Regions from separate parts of the Mus musculus genome. Here region 2 is linked to region 1. The links are chromatin contacts, called in public promoter capture Hi-C maps. All regions are on one chromosome and are shown on one strand. The core of a region is the stretch at or near the end of the contact, and the rest is flanking DNA. Distances in the headings are between cores, read along the strand shown.

Region 1 (7,047 bases), core at 1,357-3,856:
TCTCTGTCTCTCTCTGTGTCTCTCTGTCTCTGTCTCTCTGTGTCTCTCTCTGTCTCTGGCTCTGTCTCTCTCTGTCTCTCTGTGTCTCTCTGTGTCTCTGTCTCTCTCTCTCATCTCATCTCATCTCATTTAGTGTTAGAGTCATTCCTAGGCTCCTCTGGGTAGACAAGACCCCGGTCTGGTTTTCCAAGACTTGTGTCCATGTCTCTGTCTGTGGTGTTCCTACCTAGCCACCCCACCACTGGATTTGTTAATTTGGACAGAGGGAGAAAAGGAGGTGGGGTTCCTGCACTGTCTACTCTCAGGGGAACTCTGTGATCTGGTGTCCCCTCAGCTGTCAGAGCTCAGTCCTAACTCGCAGAGGACCAGACACTCTCTGCACACCCCAGTCTACTCCTTGTGGGTTGGACCAAGCCTGTGATAAAATGAGAGGCTGGAAGCTACAGAAAGAAAAAGAAAAGGAAGGAAGGAAGGAAGGAAGGAAGGAAGGAAGGAAGGAAGGAAGGAAGGAAGGAAGCCTTCCCCAGCCTCAGCTCACCGACTGCATGCAGAAGCAAACTGCAGAGACTGCATATGTTATAGGCTTAAATCTCAGGGTCACTCTCACTCAGGTGTGGGGTGTTACTCGAGTTCTCCTTTACTTCTCTGTCTTGTCTGTCTGTCTCTCCCATCTCTGTCTGTCTGTGTCTGTCTATCTCTGTCCCTTCTTCTCCCCTTCCTGCCTCTCTCTCACACTCCTTTTTCCTTTTTTCTTTCTCCCTCTCCTTTTCTCCCCCCCCCCACATTCCCCTCTTTATCCCTCTCCTTTCCTATCTTTTTCTCTCCCCTCTCCCTTCTCTCCTTTTCTCCTGCCCCCCACATTCCCTTCTCTCTCCCTCTTCTTTTATCATGCTCTATTTGCTCAGTGTGCTTTCTCTTTCCTCCCTTCTCCTTCCTCCCCCTTCCCTCCCTCCTTTTCACTCTCTTCCTCCCCTCTTCTCCTCTTCCCTCTTCTTTTCTCTTTCTCTGCTCCCTCTTCCTGTGTCTCATGTTTTCTACATCCTCTCACCCTCTCCTTCCCCTTTCCCTTTCCCTGTGTAGATCTTTTTGCTCCCTCCCACACACACCTCTCCTTCTTTCCTCCCCTCTGCCCCCAACCTCACCACATACACTTCCACGTTTGCATTTCTCCAGGATCTCTTAGTCTCTTGTCTGCCTGCCTTCTTCCCATCAGATATTTAAACTCTACCAAATACAGTGTTTCTTTTATCAGCCAAGTGCACACTTGATGCTGTATTACTGTGAGAAAGTGAAATCTCTCTCCAATAAGGGAATCCTGTTCCCTTCTATTGACCACCGTGTCTTAGAAAAACGCACTTAACACTGAATGTAATTCGATTTTTCAGAGAAGCATAAAGCGATCGTTCACCGGAGATGAAAGGCCTCACTTCCTGCCGGCGGTGGACAGGGCTGCATCTGTTTGTCTGCAGCAACTAGAGGAGCCAGTATCTCAGCAGAACTGGCTCAGAGCACACCCAGTGGACAAATCTGACAAATGTCTTTCACCAGCCTTTGTAGAACTTTGTGCAGTGCTTTCTAGAAACAAGCAGAAGCTGTGTCAAGCATATAATCTCCAACTAGTGCTGCCTTCAGGGTCTTTAAGAAGAAACATGTCCCAGGCAGCCACAGGGGACCAGGCACCAATGAAGAGGATTTTGTTAGGAGAACAGAACAATTGGTCAGGGGCAGTAATTCCCAGACCATGGGACACTCCACCCTTCAAACCAAAACCAATCTATGAGTAAACTGCCAAGGACTGTCCTTTCACTCAGGATCCAGCCTTGAATCAAGACTCTAGTATTGCCCTCACCCCCCCCCCCCCAGCACTGCCCGTGTTCTTCACAAAGGACTGTGAGCGTGGCCCCTGTCATCAGTTTGCTGGGAGCATTTTCCAGGCTCTACACAGAGCTGGGCAGAGCCAAGTGTCTTCTCCCTCATTCATTCACTCTCTAAACCTTTACATAACTGAAAATACATCAAGTAGTGGGGGCTCTAGAAAGAAAAATATGACAAAGCCAGGAGACAGAGTATGGCTGTAGGGAGTCAGGAATGTTTTTCCTTTGAGGCGCAATTTGATCAGAAACCCAATGACGTGAGACTCTGCCAGACCCACATATAATGAAAGTCAGGGCTAGGGAAGTAACTCGTTGCTAAAGTATATGTTTGGCATGTGACAAAACTTTATTATCAGCCCCGTCCAAACAAAATAATAAACAAACAAACAAACAAATGGTAGTTACAGGGTAGGAGAAGGCCTGGCTGAATCTGAAGACACACACCTGTAAGCTTTAACCCCAGCACTCAGGGAGCAGAGGCAGGTGGATTTCTGTGAATATGAAGCCCATCTACTCTACATATTGAGTTTCAAGCCAGCCACTGTTACAGGATTAGATCATATCAAAAACAACAAAACAAAATAAAACAAATACCCCAAAACATTAGAAGTCTTGAGCCTTACAGAAATCCTTAGGATATGCGGTTAGTTTTTCCTCTTATAAGCACTGAGGTGTGCCCTTCCCGCAGCCTTGAGCAGGCTAAACAGACCTTAATTGTTTGCCACAGTTGGTCTTCAACCAATTTAGCCTGACCTAGGGTGGAGTCTTCTGCCTTGCCCTACCTGCAATTTCCTACAGGAGCAGACTGCCCGCTGAGCTTGCTTTGCAACATAATCCAGCTGAAACAAAGGATGGGTCTGTGGATTTTCTCTACACTTCCAGCCTCCCTTTCAGGTTCCCAGCTGGACAGCTACACTGAGGAATGAACCTAGTGTCCTCTGCATGTGCTGAATTGCAACAACAGGCCTTTTTTCTTGTAGAAGGGGCACGTTTTTTAAAAATTGACAGAGGGTCTCACTCAATTACTCATGCTGTCCTCGAACCTGGGCCTGTCTTGAACATGAGATCCACCTTCCTCTGTCTCCACGGGGCCCTGGGATCACCACCTACATCACCAGGCATGGCTAAAGGCTTGGGTTTTTATTATGAAAAGATTAAAGAGCTTTGAGATGAAGAGAGTTGTGAGTTGGTTTTGGCTTTTATTTATTTACTTATTTATTTAGGGAGGGGGTGGCATGGTGTCCATGTGAGATTGAAGGACAACTTTCGTGGGAGTCAGGTCTCTCCTTCCACCATGACGGACCTGGGGATCAGACTCAGGCGGTCCAGCTTGGCAGCCCTTGCTTTTACCCACTGAACTTTTTTGTTGGCTCCATTGCTTTGTTTGTTTGCTTGTTTATTTTGAACAAATGTGGCCTCTGTAGGGGAAAATTAGAATCTCACAGGAGTGGAAGCTAGGAGACTAATTTGTTGGGATGCACTGTAGCCCAGGTGAGAAGGGCTGGCAGTTCTGGTTGGGCTACCAATCCTGAGGGTGGAGAGGAAACAGGTACCCAAGTGTGAACAGAGTTTTGAAGCAACAAAATATATTAGCTTCAGAAGAGAAAAATGGGTCAAAGATGACATCAGGGATTTGCCTGAGCATCTGGTGATGCTGGTGGTGCCAGTTACAGAATAAGGAGGACTTGGTGGGAGGCCAATGCTTGAGAATATGACTTTGTAAATATTAAAATAATATGTGAGGAGGAAGGGGAGAAGGCAAAAGATGCACTATGGTGGCCCAGTGGGAGGTGAGAACCAAGAAGAGATGGGAACCAGTAGGAGCCTGGAACTTTTGGGACGTGCAAACAAAAGGAGAGTTTAGCAAAGCAAGGTGGGAGAAACTCAAGAGAAAAACGGTCTCTGTAGTTGAGAAAAGCACACACATGGCGTCCAATCAGTAGTCGTGAGGGATCGCTGTGGGTCCCATCATGGACACCTAGGTCCTTGGATGTGTAAATTCTTTACATGAAATGCCATTGAAAAAATAATGAAAAATAAAATAATAAAAGTGTTTTAAACGATTGGAGAGATGACTTCATGAACAAACTGTTTGCTGTTCAAGCCATGAGGGCCTCATGCCCAGCACCTATGTAAAAGCCAGGTACAATGGTACATGCCTGTGACTGAGCAGACAAGAGGAGGCAGGAACTTGCTCTCTGGCTAGAGTTGCTGGCCAGTGAGTTCCCAGTGAGAGACATTCCATCAGCCTGTGAACCTCCACCTGCAGAAGCATGGGTGAACATGCCTCCACACCTGCACATGTGTGCACACATATACAAATAATTAATGAATAAAAACAATAAAAGGCATAGTATTTACATGGATATATGCACGTCCTCCTGTATGCTTTAAAATGTTTTTTGATCACCGATCTGGTACAACACACAGTAGACTGTGCATTTGGGGCATAAATAAGTCTGTGTGGGATCAACATAGACACAATTTGGGGGGGGGGTTCGAGACAGGGTTTCTCTGTGTAGCCCTGGCTGTCCAGGAACTCACTTTGTAGACCAGGCTGGCCTGGTCAGAACTCAGAACTCTGCCTGCCTCTGCCTCCCAAGTGCTGGGATTAAAGGCGTGCGCCACCACGCCAGGCGCAATTTTTTTTTCAGATATTTTTATATACACTTGGTTCAGTCAACTACTGCCGAAGCTGAGGATAGAGGCTGAGTATAATTCAAGGTGGAGGGCCTGTGTAACTGTGTCCAAAGCCATCGATAATTAGAGCAACAGGAGCTCGAGGCAAGCCTTGGATCTGAGAAAGTACGGATGAACTTGAAGCAGTCGTACGTAACTTATAACTGCCATACAACTCTGCCAGCCAAACACCACTGTCTCCATTTTAACTGATAAGTAGTTTGAGGGTGTGCCAGGATCACATGCCCATGAGTGTTGGAAGGAAAGCTTAGATTGTAGATGTTTGAGGCACCATCTCCCATCAAACCACCATGCCCTGGCTATGAAGGTACATCACTGGCCAGGTGCTGAGGCTGTAAGCTTAAAGCTCCCATCAAGTAGGAAGGAACTATCAGCCTGTAGTGTGAAAGCCAAAGTTCTGTCTTAAATTTTCATTACTGTGCCTACAATGTCTATGTAACAAAAATGCCTCTACGCCATAAGCCCCTTGCCCAAGGACAGATATTTCCTCAAGTGCTGAAGGCTATTGTTCATAGGAGATAAAAAGCCACATGGTTTTAACTCCCCTAAACAAGTTCATTTGGCCCGACAACAATGGATGTGCTCGATCACATGTGGGCAAGAGGTAAGTGGGCAGGAAATATGTCAGGATGTGGCTCGCCCCAGATTGGACCTGTTGGGAAATTCACTGGGTTGTGGGTTTTACCTTTACAAGCCCCTGCAGAACATGACTCACGGTTATTTTCTGGAAACCCATACATGGACCTGGCCAGAGAGTCCATCAACCTGGCCAGTATTTAATTAAAGCTTGCTTCCAATTTGGCTTTAAATCATGGTAGTGGCCTTATTTTCTATGAGTAGGATTAACAGCCAACCTCCTAGAAAGAGCACAGTCCAGCTTAAAACAGAAGACTGGCATTTCTCTCTCACCGTCTTCGCGCCTAACGTTTATCACGCTTGGGATCCCAATCACGTCAGGTCTGGCAACCCATCCTCGATAAGCCAATGTAAAAAGCCAAATTAAAAGTGGAAAGCAGAAGGGGAGACTTATCTATTCAACGTGGCCACACTGGGGAGAGGAAAAAGGGAATCCAGTGAAGACCCTCCAGTCAGTCTTAAGGGTTCAGAAATAAGAGCAAGTTTTAAACAGAAAGCTAGGATATGACTATCTAAGCAATCCTATTCAAGGTGTGGTCCTGGAATACATTAGTATCTGGGTTTTATATTCTCACCCCGTAATGTGTCCTGCCAAGTTCTTAGAAACATGTGTGTGTGAAGTCTCTTTCAGGGAGACACACTCCCCCTCTGGCTGGCCTGGTGCTCAGTCCTTCTCAGAGCATGAGACTCCTGAGGGAAATTCTCATTTCTCTGTGGGTCCATTGTTTCAACAATCTAATAGTCAATTGAGAAACACAAGTTTCTCTTTAGAATATCTTCGTTCCTGGCAGGCTGTGTTACACTAACACTTGTTAGATTTTGATGTCTGTATAGAAAAACAAGTTTGGAGAGCCAGTTCCACTAGCCAGGACCACTGAGGAGCAGGGGGCTGCTTTCCACGGCACAGGACCCCACTCTGCTGGAGAGCATCTACGGTCTGCATCCTCCCCCAGATCCTCCTGAGACCCTCAACCTCTGGCCCCTGCTCAGCCTCCTCCCTGCCTATCATCCCCTCCACCATCAGCAGTCTCCTTAACGGCTTTCACTTCCCGGAGTTTTAGTTACCCATGATGAATGGCAGTTCATGGAAAAGATTAATGTGTGTTCTGAACAAATTCATGTAAATTTTGGTACATATTGTTGGCATTTTGTCTAGGCTCTGCCCCACAGTTACCTGGCAACAGCCAGGTGTGCCTGACTCACTATAAAAGGGGCTGCTCGCCCCCTTCTCGCTCTCTTGCTCTCTTCTCTTCTCTTCTCTTCTCTTCTCTTCTCTTCTCTTCTCTTCTCTTCTCGCTCTTGCCCCTTACCCTCTTCTCTCTCTCCCCATTCCTCTCCGCACCCCCTCTACACATGATCATGGCCAGCCTCTACTCCTCTCTATGTAAACTCTAATCTATACTATACCATCATGTGTGGCTGGTACCGCAGGGAAAAGGGATGCCTCAGCATGGGCCCAAAGGGACACCCCTTCCCCTACACCATACCGTGCCTCCCTCAAACATATTCCTTCCTTCTTATTTTTTTAATAAAACACAAATATAATATTGTTGTGCATGCTATATTTTATTCTTAGTTGTTATTCTCTATACCTAATTTATATCCTAAACTCCATCATAGGTGTATATGCAGAGGGAAGGTGTAGTGTCCAAGATAGGGTTTGGTACTATTCATGGCTTCCAGCATCTGCTGAAGGACTTGGGACATGTCTGCTATGGATAGGGGGAGGCACTGTAATGTGAAGAGCTAGTGGACAGATATAGTGATGTAGGCCTGAATTCCCAGTGCTTGAAAGATGAGGCAGAATCCCCAAGATACGGGGCAAGCTTGAGGCTAG
Region 2 (7,047 bases), core at 2,037-4,536, 1.8 Mb before region 1:
CCCAGAGCTCCATACATGCTAGACTCTTCCTATAGTTGCTATGCTAAGTTGCTGATTTCTACTAAGATATGCCCAGTTCTGAGAAGATAAGCCAATGCCCAGAAGTTTTTCATTTGTAATAATCCCAAAACCTGTGAGTTACAGAAAGTGAGCTAGGTGGGGAGTGGTGGAGAAGAGCAGCTCTCAAGCTCACCTCTCTACCGGAAAGAGGTCACTAAGGCCTCTCTACAAAGCACTTTATGACATCACACCTACCATCCAGACTTCCAGCACTATGAGCTGCTAGTGAGTGGAGATACTAAGAAGCAAATCATGGCCCCTTTCCCAATGCACAGGTTGAGTCTCTCAACATTCTCAATAGGAAGAAGAACCCCCACGCTACCTCCTTTCATTCCCATCACTGGCCAGAAGTAAACCATTTCATCTTGGCAATAAATATTGACCGAGCACCAACCGTCTACAAGGCACTGCTCTGTGCCCTTGGCATGCGAGGGTGATCAATACATTCTACTGGAGACAGACGGGCAAAAATCAAAAAGGTACAAGCTTTCAAACTGTGGGGAGTAGTGGACAAAAATGAAAAGAATGATGGGTAAGAGTGAGGGAGCAGGGGTTTTATCTGAGCCTGAGAGCCAAGTGCTGATTGATGAGAAAGCAATTTGGGAAGACCACATCCTCAACCAGGTAGTAAAAATTGGTGGTCAGCAAGAACAAATCTCTAAAGTGGAGCTGGGCTTCATGTGTCCGAAGCACAGGAGTTCAGGGACAGGGAGACAGGAAGACAAAATGAGCATGCTGAGACAAAGGGGGGTCCAGAGGGATGTGGCTACTGAAATGCTGGGGCTGCTAAGCAAAATGATGGCACTGGAAGTGTTGAAGCAGTAGAGTATCCTAAACTAATTTTTGCTTCAACAGTTTACTCTAAACTTCACCAAAACAGACACAAGTCAGGCCTCAACTTTGTACATGTTGGTCATCCACCTAAGCGCTCAGCAGCTCTGGCATAGCAGGGTGCAGCCCCTGGATTTGTACTTCTAAGAATGTTCTTTGAATACATAAGACTACTTTTTACAATAATAATAATAATAATAATAATAATAATTCAGTCTGCTTTTGCCTATTTTTCATTTCCTCCACGAATGACAGTGAAAAATATAGTTCCTATGCCCATGCCTCAAAAATCTCACAACTTAAAAACAAGTCCTGAAGGAAGATAGGAGCCAGGTGTCTGGAAGCAACACGAATGCCTTCCCTGAGACATCTATATCCGAGCACCAATCTCTAACACTCCAAGAGAACACCAGGCTACTAAGTGGACTGAGAATACTCCATGAGAAACAGCAACCTGTGGTCAGAGTGAGGGGCCCACCCCTGGGATGTCTACTGCCATCATGTATGCCAGAGCCCAGGGAGTGTGATCCAGAAGCCAAGACAGTAAAGAATGGTCAGCTTGACAACCAACAGCTACACCCCCCAGTACCAGGAAAGCACTATCTCAGCATCCAACATACCAAAGACAGTCCACGTGAGGCTATATTTGTGGCAATACCGTGCCAAAAATCTGGGCTAATCTGACTCTGCTATTCATAAATTCCCCCCTCATGTTAAAGCACATGTGTTTGGGAAGGGAAAATGAATCCAAGTCTAGTTTAGAAGCTTGGAAACGCTTAGGTTACTTGGAAACCATCTGGAGTTCCTGAAAGCATGAGAAGCCATCACATCCCCTGCCCTCAAATGCCCACTGTAACTAGGGCAGTATGCTTCCCTCATGTCCTCTATTCTCCAGGGAAGTCCCCACCCCCACCCTACCAGGTGCCAGCTCAAGCTCCATTTCCCACCCAAGAAAGGTATTTGGTTTCTCAACAAACCTGGCCGAGAGCACTCTATGTGTGGAGCCTGCACTTGAATTGCACCCAAGGCTTGGTTCTTCCCTTTCTGCTTACTTTAAACTGCACACCTAAATTCCTTTAACAACCACACAGAAATCCGGCCCTGGGCACACAGATTCCATGAAAAATCCCCCTCTATCTAACAAGCCTGTGTTTCAAGAATGTCTAGCTTTGGACGGGACCCACTAAGAATCCTTATGTAACCTTAATAGATCTTGGCACCCCACAGATCCGCTCCTGGAGACACTGGCCCAGATCTAGTCCATGTTCACCAAGATGAGAGCAGTCTGGGTCCTGCAGATTCCTGGGGCCAAGCTGTTCTGGACTGGGAGGGAGGAGAGACTGTCCCATCCCCTACCTGGCTGAGAGCCTCTGATCCTCCTCTCTCTGATCCTCCTCTCATCTTCCAAGGGAGTTGAACCTCACTTTCGCAGCCTCCCTCCCTCCCTCCACTGAAATCAGTCTTGGGACCGAGCCTACATCAGCCAGCACCTTCCCCCTTCTCGCCATCCTTTCCCCACCCCCAAACGCTGAGGAAAAAACAGCCAGGAAAGTGATCCAGCATCCCATACAGTCACAGCCCCTGAAAACAAACAGGGCTCCAGTGGGGAAGGAGGGTGTCGACCAGGCCCAACACTACCTCAGGACCCTAAGCAGCCCTGAACTGGGCGCAGGGAGGAAGAGATCTCCAGAGGCAGCCAACGACTCGGCAGCCAGCAGCTCCAGCAGAGCAAACACCTGTTTCCAGGAAGAATCGCTACCAGAGGAAAAGGGAGTCCCGAGGAAAGGCAGAGAGGGCGAGGTGAAGGGGCAGCTGGGGACGCAGGTGAGGATGCGTCACTCTCTGAGCCTAGACCGGCGAGCGAGAAGCGAGCAGGGGTCGGGAGAGGAAAGGTCTCACCAACGACCCGCGCGGACCCAGGAGGGACGCACAAGCTCCAGGCCGGGCAGCTCCATCACCTGCGCCTGGCAGATGCAGCCCCGCGGGCGTGCCGGCCCTGGGCGGCCAGCGGGTGACCTACCTGCCCACCGTCTGGTTGGCCAACTGGCGCATGCGGTTAAACTGCTTCTTCATCGTGGCCCCGCTGCCGCGCTAGCCCGGGAGCTGGGGAAGGACTGAGCTGCCCGGAGCCCACCGCAGGGTTACATGGCTCCCGCGCCCAGCCTCCCGGGCGACGGCGGCGGCACTGCGGAGCCTGGGGAGCCGCCTGGCCCGCGCCCAGCCTCCCGAGAGCACCTCCGCCTAGTCCGCCCGCCGCATCCTTCTCTGTGCCACGCCCGGGGCCGCCCAAGGCGCCCGGCGGTCAGCCCCAGCTGTAGCTAGCCCCCAGCCCCAGCCCGGCGAGCGAACCGGGGAGTCTCCGCAGGCTGGCTAGCCAGCTGGCCGGGTGGTCCCCGTGCGCCTGTGCGGAATGCGCCGTGCATGCTGGGACTTGTAGTTTGCCGCTCCCACCTTTCCTCTGTCCAAAGTTTGTAGGGACAGCTTTTGTGCAGAGGTGAGAGAAGACAGTATGACCAAGACGTTTAGGCTTTAGCCTTGTAGTAAAGGAAATACTTTCGTGCTTGAATAGTGAAACCAACGACACAACAACAAACAGAGTAAACGTCTGACTCCTATTTTCTCTCAAGCGAATGCGAGATGTTCAGTGTTGAATTCATATGAAGATATGTTAGGCAGATGTGTTCGTTAAATTGTATAAAGTCACCTTATTGGTGTTCAATCACAGTGTTAAGCTTGGGACAAAGGGGTTTCGAACTAGGCGTAGCATGCATCCCAAAATGCCATCCTTAATCTTTTTCAAACCCAGTAAGTAACCAAAAGTTTACATAAGATTGAATCAGTAACGTCTTGTCTACTAGCACAACCTGAGACAGCTTTCTTGTATGATTTAGATTCTATTACCATAGCTATGTCCATCTCCTTACCGCCACTAGACCTGAAATGGTATCAGCTGGGCAGCCCACTGGCATTTACCAGCTGGTTGAAAGAAATTGTGGCTCATTAGACTTGGAAGGTGGCAGGTGAGGGGGACAGCAAATGGCTCAATAGGTAAAGAAGCCTATTGACCTGTGTTCAGTGTCTAGAACATACACGGTAGGAGAAAATTAACTCCTGCATGTTGTCTTACGTACACACACACTAAATAAATATAAATAATGTAAAAAAAAGAAAGAAAATCACATGTGATCTCAATTAGTTGTCATCTTTATATATATCAAGTCAGAGTTGTTGGGCAGTAGAGACATTGGATCAAACAAATGTGAGTCTTCCCATTAGAATCTCACATATTTAATCAGCAATTTTAGGAAAACTGCTGGGACTCTCTCATCTCCAGCTTCCCTATCTCAAGTAGAAAGCACTGCTGTTTGGTAGATGGAAATGAAAGAGTGCTGTTTTCCAAATCTAACTACATACAGGCTATCATGTAGTCCACTGTGGCAGATACAATGGAAGATAGCATAATGGGAAAATCCAGGATCATTCCTATTATGAAAATAGTTTAAAAAAAAAAAAAAAGGAAGAGCATCCATCTATGACCCGAGATTCTCTGCAGTGTGTTGATTACAGTAGAAAGATGCCCTAAATATGGATGTAAGTGTCTTACTGGCCAGCGGAACAAATGATGGTTTGAGGCATGTTTTGGCTGAATGAACATGAAATCTTTAATTAATTGTGAGCTCAGCCTCTGCTTATTAGGTCAAGAGTTCTGGTCAATTAGCAGTGAAGGCATCGTGCTTGTGACTGACTGTATGTGGCAACATACAGTCATGTCAACGTCATGTTTATATAAACAAAGTACTTCTATTTTGAGTTTTTAAAAATCCTTTATTCATTCATTTATTTATTTATTTATTTATTTATTTATATTTATTTTAAACTGCAGATGTTATTCCCCTCCTGTTCCACCCTCCGACCATTCCACATCTCATACCTCCTCCCCACCCCCCTTGTCTCCACAAGGATGTCCCCACCCCCCACCCCACCAGACCTCTAAACTCCCTGTGGCCTCCAGTCTCTTGAGAGTTAGGTTCACCTTCTCCTGACTAAACCCAGACCCAGCCGTCCTCTGCTGTATATTTGTTGGGGGCCTCATATCAGCTGATGTATGCTGCCTGGATAGTGTTCCAGTGTCCAAGAGATCTCAGGGGCCCAGGTCAATTGAGACTGCTGGTCCTCCTACAGGGTCACCCTCCTCCTCAGCCTCCACAGGAGTCAGCAACTTCTGTCCATTGGTTGGATGCGAATATCTGCATCTGACTCTCTCAGCTGCTTGTTGAGTCTTTTGGAGGGCAGTCATGATAGGTCACTTTTTGTGAGCGCTCCATAGCCTCAGTAATAGTGTCAGGTCTTGGGGCCTCCCCTTGAGCTGGATCCCACTTTGGTCCTGTCGCTGGACCTTCTTTTCCTGGAGCTCCTCTCCATTTCCATCCTTGCAGTTCTTTCAGACAGGAACAATTATGAGTCAGAGTTTTGACTGTGGGATGGCAACCCCATCCCTCACTTGATGCTGGGTCTTTCTGCTGGAGGTGGGCTCTACAAGTTCCCTCTTCCCAATGTAGGGCATCTCATCTAAGGTCCCTCCCTTTGAGTCCTGAGAGTCTCTCACCTCCCAGGCCTCTGGTGCATTCTGAAGGGTTTCCCCAAACTCCTACCTCCCAAGGTTACCTGTTTCCATTCTTTCTTCTGGCCCCCAGGGCTTCAGTCTTCCCCCCCCCCAATACCAGATGATGTTCCCCTCTCCCCCCCCCCATCCCCTTTCCCTCCCAGGCCCCTCCCTCCCTCCCAAGTGGGGCTGAGGCATCCTCACTTGGGCCCTTCATCATGTTGACCTTTTTGAGTTCTGTGGACTGTATCTTGGGTATTCTATACTTTTTTTTTTTGGCTAATAGCCACATATTGGTGAGTACAAACCATGCATGTCATTTTGGATCTGAGTTACATCACTCAGGATGATATTTTCTAGTTCCATTCATTTGCCTGCAATAAAAAAAAAAATGACCATATGGTTAATAGTGCTTATCAATTTAGCAGGAGCTGGATTCACCAGAGAAACAAGCCTATGGGTACGTCTGTAAGAGAATGTTTGGGTTGGCAGAGGTAAGCAGAGCCACCTTAAATGTGTGCAGCACCATTCTCTGGGCTGTATATAAAAGAGAGAGAGTGAGCTGAGGATTATCGTTCATCTCTCTCTTCTTCCTGATAGCAGATGCAGTGTGACCAGCTGCCTTCAGGTTCTACTGCTGTGACTGCCCTGCCATGGTGGTCTGTACCCACAAATTGTGAGCTCAAATTAACTCTGTTACCTTAATTTGGTCAAAGTATTTCTTCACAGTAACATGAAAAGCCACCAATAATACCCTAATAAGCATGGCTTTGTGTACATCAGTCATGGGGAGCCATTAAGAACACTGTATGACTTTAAACAACATGATACTTGGTCGTACAACTGTGTTATTCAGTACAGTGGCCCTTGAATTGTGTGGCTGTTGAAATTTCAATAAATAAAGAGTTTAGTGTCTCAGTCATCCTGTCCATACATTAAGTGCATCTTCTGCATTCTGTCCTGGAGAAAGGATAATGACACAGGAAAAAAAATAGAAAGAGAGAGGGAAATTAATGTCAAGTCTGCACTTTTGATCTTTCAAAGCAGATGTCAGAATCACATGTAACAAAATGGAGTTTTTAAAGAAGAGAGTTTGGAATTTAAGAACACAAGCTTTTGTGCTTTCATGTGGCTTGTGAAGGCTGTAACTTCATGCTGTCTAAAGAACCCACATGCTGCTGGGGTGTTGAAGATGGTGATGCAGGAGATGAAACCAAGAAAGAGAAAAGGGAAGTAGATGGTAGTCATAGAGATTCTATCATTACCCGAAAATAAATAAATCAAATGCTACCTATCCCTACAGGAGAGATTATGGCTTATTGAGGTCATGATTACTCAGGTGATTTTCTGTGGAAAGGCAATATACACAGAATATCCTCCCTCCTCCGCTGCCCTATATCACCATGAATTAGTTGTGGGTGGTGTGGAGCTGAGTGACAGCCTTCTAGCTGGAGTAAGAAGGGCACCTTGGTTGTGTTACCACCTGAAGATTTAGTATTGCCTCACCACTGAGTCTCTAGAGGACATGTCTGGGAACGTAGCCTGCGACTTGT

The links. Promoter capture Hi-C pulls out the DNA fragments that hold promoters and counts their contacts.
Region 2: a contact with region 1 is called in a promoter capture Hi-C map of stem cell-derived epiblast-like cells, with 3 times the contacts expected there. The contact joins the promoter of Arhgap44 here to the enhancer-like site in region 1. A contact is called at or near these places in 4 of 39 promoter capture datasets (embryonic stem cells, hippocampal neurons, liver and 1 more) and 2 of 115 datasets of contacts at active chromatin or transcription factors (astrocytes and embryonic stem cells).

What each region holds. Positions count from the first base shown.
Region 1 is chr11:67,009,150-67,016,196 of GRCm38.p6, forward strand. Gm12299 (predicted gene 12299) reads left to right here. Exons shown (of 3, transcript NR_165257.1): 3 at 1,386-3,049. Among named protein-coding and RNA genes, the nearest start is that of Gm12299, 11 kb to the left of the region's middle. Within about 2 kb of position 2,607, at least 75 of the 459 cell types and tissues checked have an H3K27ac peak or open chromatin away from gene starts, as enhancers often do. A contact at or near this core is called in embryonic stem cells and stem cell-derived epiblast-like cells, where this site is marked.
Region 2 is chr11:65,159,675-65,166,721 of GRCm38.p6, forward strand. It overlaps Arhgap44 (Rho GTPase activating protein 44), which reads right to left and starts at 3,287. Exons shown (of 20, transcript NM_001099288.1): 1 at 2,912-3,287. The coding sequence starts at 2,964. LOC115487730 (a long non-coding RNA gene) reads left to right here and starts at 206. Exons shown (of 3, transcript XR_003949568.1): 1 at 206-539; 2 at 1,147-2,715. 1700086D15Rik (a long non-coding RNA gene) reads right to left here and starts at 226. Exons shown (of 2, transcript XR_003949567.1): 1 at 194-226.